Linked DNA regions of Mus musculus: region 2 is linked to region 1. The links are chromatin contacts, called in public promoter capture Hi-C maps. All regions are on one chromosome and are shown on one strand. Each heading gives the region's core, a stretch centred on a gene start, on an enhancer-like site or on the middle of the called end of the contact. The rest is flanking DNA. Distances are from core to core; before and after follow the strand shown.

Region 1 (2,788 bases), core at 91-2,590:
AAGTTATGGGGAAGGGTTATGCTTCCCCCGCAGTGTGGGGTGCAGGAGTTCTGGAAGCTTCACAGGGATGATCGACTGCAGTAAAGCCACTGGAGCTCACTGTCTGCTTAAAAAGCACCAGTGCTCAGGAAAAAGCTGACAGGCTGTGTCCTCACACCCTCAGAGCTAAGGCAAAGCAAACCCGCAATGTGGGGTTTCTGGGTGAGTAGATGTTTGTGGCTGCTAAGAAAATTCTGAGCCAGTTCCTTCACTAAAACCATGGGAAATTTCCATTGGGAAATGGCTTGCTCCGAGGTTTCTTGATTTGTGTTCCCTCCCCCACCACAGTCTAGGAAGAGGAGAAAAAGCATGGCTCCTTCTAAAAATCAAGACTTGCTGCTATACCAAGTGTGGCTGAGGGGCCTCCACATGAGCCCTCACCCTGAAACACTTCATAAATGACAGAATTTCCCACTTGGCAGCAATCCTCTTCAGAATGAATCAGTAATTTGTAGGCGCTAGAAGTTTGACAAGCCCTGCTCTAAACCAGCTTGGGACTCACTGAGTGAGCTGGTCCCTATGTGCACCAGCACTCACCCCCCCCCCCCCCAGTGGCACCTGTCTCTTCCCACACCCTTCAACACTGGGATCACAGACCTGCACCCTGAGGATTGGCTTTTACACAGATGCTGGAGATCTGGACCTGAGTCCTCATGCCAGTTATTTCATTCACTGAACCACCTCCCCAGTCACTGGGGCAGCTTTTTCAATGACAGATGCCATCCTTCTGCATTCTGATTGAAAGGCTCACCTTCCCTAAATGATTCCAAATGTGCAACCAAGGTCACAAAGCCCTGGGAGGCTTCCCCATCCTTCAAGAAACTGTTCAGCAGCCACAAATATGGGTCCTGCTAGTGCAGAATGAATACCGAGAGCTCCTAGCAGGCTAGCAGTCCCTCTGTTTGTCCACATATAGTTACAAGCCAGAATGAGGCCAACATCTCACATCCAGATGCCTAAGCCTCCTCCTTCACACGTGAAGTTCCTTTCACTGTGGGTTTCAATCTGGAAAACCTGTGTGGAAATCTGTTGTGGCAGAACAAATCATTAAGCCTGGAATGTGTCTGCCAGCTTGTATGTCTCCTACATACTGTTGGCAATTAAGATAAGGTCCCTATGCTATCAAGGCAGCAGAGAAAGAACGGTTATACAAAAGACTTAGTGATCTTCAATAGGCAAACAGACAAACCAAAACCAGAGAAGGGTTACCCACAGGCTATAGCACCCTGCAAAGTCTGCCTGTGAGTCAGCTCAGGGAGGCCCAGCCCCTTCAGGAGAGCCTGATTTAGGATCGGCCCCTGCTTCCAGGCTGGGCTGGGCTGCATTTCCTCACAAGACCCAGTCTTAATAGCAACTCCCTAGCTGCCTAAAGTGTCACATTTTGCTCATTCCCAAGCCTTCTCCCCCACCCCTTTCCCAGACAACTTGCTGGTGAGCAGGGGGTGTTGTAAGCCACCTCCAGCCTCTTCCTTTGGTGACTGCTGTTAAGCAACTTTCAGCTCCTCTCATTGCAATAGTATGAACTTCCTCGGGAATCCCAGGAGCCACACAGCAGCTTTTCTGCCGGTTTGCTGGCTCCTTTTGAATATTCTGAAACCTGGGCACTGCCACTCTTACGACAACCGCTATGCTGGGTAAGTGGAGCCAACTTCTTGTCCTGCGAGGCTTTGCTTGTATGAGAGGGGTGTTGTTTAGCCCCCATGTGCCTCACCATTTTGTTGTTTGTGGTTTCTGTGTGACTGAGGGCTTCAGAGTCCCCTCCATAAAATGTATAAACAGCATCCAGTATTGGTTCAGTTGGCTGAGAACGTATTGTAGACAATAGTCTGCTATCATACTGTTTAGAGTGTCCCAGCCACAGCTGGGGCCTCAAAATTCAATGGGAAAGTGTCTCTGGGGTGCTGTGGCTAGTATCTGCAGTATTTGCCTTGGTTGATGCTCAGCATAAAGAATACTGTTGTACCACATGAAATATGACCTAGAAATTAGTGTCCTTTAGAATGGTGCACTCACTTCAGCAGTGGGTTAAAATTTACCTGTGACTTATTGAAGAGCTGAATATGATTTTAAAAAAAATGTTAGTTCAGGGTGATTGTTAGATATTTCAGATCGACACAAAATAAGCAGAATAAAAGTAGTCAACTGTAAACATGCTGGTATTTTTAAGAAGAAGAAACCAGTTTTCCCCTCTCTGTAGGTTAGCAGGCTCTGAGAAGGCAATCTCAGGGAGGCCCAGAGCTGGGACTAAAGAAATGTACCACTGTGCACGCTCTTATTATCTTGAAGGCTTGCTGTGGCACAGACAGCGTGCGCTTGGCTCAGATTTGCAGAGTGCTGATTTTTGAATCTGGAAATTATAGAATGCCTGCATTTTAGAAAGGAACCTTAACTAGATCCTCTAGTTCAGTTGCTTAAAACCAAGGAGGAGAAGTGACATTACCGTACCACTCAGTTATCTCCAGTGGAAAAAAATTAGCATCCCAAAGAAAAGTTGCTCATTTTAGGACTTGTATGTGGAGCTTGTGAGAGTATGGAATGCAGAATTGTGTTTCTCTTTCTCTCCCCGAGGAACTGGAAGCTGCTTTTGTTTAGTAATCTTCCAAATACAGAATTTACAGGGAGACATTCACAAACATGATTTTAATTGGGGAGGGCACAGGATCAAGTGGGAAGGTGTTTGGTGAAATAGAGGTGGGAATATAACCTTAAAATTTTCCACCTATATTTTTTTTTCTTGAGGCACAGAAGG
Region 2 (2,788 bases), core at 166-2,665, 1.1 Mb after region 1:
AACATCAACATGATCTTGCTTACCCACTCTTGAGCTGCGTTTTTAAAATAAATAAATATGTATTTATTCTTGTGCCATGTGTATGTGTTTTGCCTGAGTGCATATATGTGTACCAAGTACATGCCTAGTGCCTATGAAGTCGGAAAAGGGTGTGGAATCCCCAAAATATGGGTGCTGAGATCTTGGGTCTTCTGCAAGAGCAGCATGTTTTCCCCAATGCTGAATTGTCCCCATAGCCCTCACTGTGAGCTTCTTTAAATTCTCCTCTTTTTTCCATTGTTTTCTTTCTGCTGTCTCAAACTTCCACATCTCTTTCTCCATTTATTTCTTCTAGGATCTGTGTCCTGATCATTTCTTCTCACTCTGCTAAATTCTATTACTTTTAGATGACTTTTGCTTTTTGTCTTCTTTGAGAGAAGGCAGGATCTGCATTGCAAAGTGTAGCATTAAATTGTGAAGTGGGGGGGGGGGATGGCATGTTTCTGAAACCTTTGTCACAAATACAGGTTTCTTGGTGGAGGAGCCCCTTCCTTCTGGAGACCACCTCCACACTCAAAGAATAACTGAAGTGGGAACTGGGCCAGTGGTTTTATTTTCTGCACAAGCACCGCCAAAGCACAACAAAGAGGCTGGAAGTATCCCCAGGTGGAGGTATGTTCTCATGTCATCAGGAAGCCTACCTGCTTTCCCTGTACCCTGCCCCCTCTCACCACATGCCGCAGGGGATTTTTTTTTTTTTAAGTCAGAAAGGCTGGGGCATTGACCTGTGTTATGTACACTGTTTGTACTGTTGCCCTGGACACTGGGATGACAACTGAGCCACTGTCTTTCACAACTAGCTTGCTTACCTGCTGAGTAATGGGCTGGCTGAGGGCCCTTTTTGGCCTCCTTCCTTGGCTTCCAGCCTTTTGGAGGCACAAGCAACGTTTTCTTTCTAAAAGGAAATTTCGGCTCTCATCAGGAACATGAAGGCCTTTCTGACCTTTTAATCATCTATAGGGAAGATAAAAGTCCATCTTGGATGGAGGATCACATGAGCTGAGGTACTTTAAGCACTTAGCTCAGAGCCCACCACATGTAAACTACATACACCAGTGCCTGTTAACTGTCTATCTGTCTTCACATGCAACAGTCCACTGAACCCAGAGAGGAATCCCAGAAGATCTGTAGCTTTAACCTGAGGATTCAGAGGCTAGGAATAGAGCCTTTTACACTCCTCCTTGGGCTGGGAGAGCAGAGAGTAAGTAGCCAGAACAGGAAGCATCTTTCCTCTTCCTACTTCCCCTGAGCTCCATCTTTAGCCCTCTCCTAAGGAAGAGCATGACACAGATGCGGAAGCATAGTTTACAATAGCATCCAGCTGCAGAGCAGTCTGCTGGCAAGAGCCTGGACAGGCCCTAGAGAACGAAGAGGACGAAGATGACAAGCAGCTTTGAATTCCTTCTGGTATGTCTACAAAGTGACAAGGGTACAGGTCCACCTGTGTGTGTGGGTGTGTGTGTGTGTGTGTGTGTGTGTGAGAGAGAGAGAGAGAGAGAGAGAGAGAAGTGTCCTTTCATTTCTGAGGCATAAAGGGAGATCTCTGTAGATAAGAGGGCTCTCTCCTCCCTGCCTCCACACTGTCCCTGCTCCTCTGCAAGGACAGAGAATTTTCATGGAATAGTCTCCTGGATTTATGGCCGTGAGGCTTGTGTGTGAGACTACATAGCCTGCTTTCCTGGTGAGGTCACTGTTTCTTGAGTTATTGTCTTGCTTTACTTGGCCTGCATGAATAACAAGAATGTGGTGCAGAGGGCTTATTTATGAAGTACCAAATCTCTGCCTGGTTATACCTTACCAAGCAAGCTTCCCATCAGACCTGACTCCTCAGGAGCACTTTAGTCCTAGGGTCTGGTTTGAAGTCTAGTGAGGCTAAATGAGCAGGGCTGGGCCTTCTTCCTCCGAGTTGGAGCAGACAGACAAAAGCCTGTGGTCTCCTAAGCCAATGCACTTTGTAGGTTTCAGTTGAGGACTAATTTTGCTGGTAGGGAATGCAGGCAGGAGGCCAAAGGCAGCAGTTGGCAGCAAGTAGACTCTTTTGAATTCAAAAGAGTCGTCACCACCCACATCTTGCTTCTGAGCCAAGCAAGGGTCACTGGCCCGGACTGACCTGGCACACTGGGTGACCACCTGGGGCTGCAGGATCAGCCCAAATGCTACAGTGGGAAATGGAGAGCCTTGTGTTCAGCCGCCCTGGAGCCCTTCCCCTGCCCACCTTCTTCTGAGAGAGAACCCTGGACCCTGGCTCAGGAAATGATTCTATTTTCAGTTCCTGCCTGGCTGGCTGAATCACTCACTGCTCGCCACCCGTCCCTGCTTCTTCTGAATGGGGCGGATTATCACACCATATGTTAATGCAATTCACAATTTGCAAAGCCCGGTTAGGCTTGGGCTCTGTTGAGTTTTCATCAGCCGGTGAGGTAGATCGGGTAGGTAATTTAATTTGAATGCAAAATAGAGGTTCAAAGAAACTCAGGCAGCAAGGAGGCTCACCACTGTGAGGTGGGGTCTGGCACCCGGCTTCTCACTTGGCAGCAGTTTCTACACTGTCAGGGGTTCACAGCTCTTGGGCTGAATGGCAGGGGACCCTGCTAACAGTTTCCTGTCTTCTTTATAGAGGACATTTGCTTCAGAAGGGTGTTAGGCTGTGGGAGTGCAAAGAATTTAAAATCTTACTTTCTAGTCTCAAATTGAGTCTCAGATTCATCTCTCCAATCCCTAAGGTTTATATGACCCACAACAACGTAAA

Evidence for each region. Promoter capture Hi-C pulls out the DNA fragments that hold promoters and counts their contacts.
Region 2: a contact with region 1 is called in a promoter capture Hi-C map of the HPC-7 cell line, with 3 times the contacts expected there. The contact joins the promoter of 2610203C22Rik here to the promoter of Cpa6 in region 1. A contact is called at or near these places in 2 of 39 promoter capture datasets (the HPC-7 cell line and hippocampal neurons).

The regions. Positions count from the first base shown.
Region 1 is chr1:10,718,497-10,721,284 of GRCm38.p6, reverse strand. Cpa6 (carboxypeptidase A6) reads left to right here and starts at 1,340. Exons shown (of 11, transcript NM_177834.4): 1 at 1,340-1,673. The coding sequence starts at 1,558.
Region 2 is chr1:9,629,719-9,632,506 of GRCm38.p6, reverse strand. 2610203C22Rik (RIKEN cDNA 2610203C22 gene) reads left to right here and starts at 1,415. Exons shown (of 5, transcript NR_015470.1): 1 at 1,415-1,446.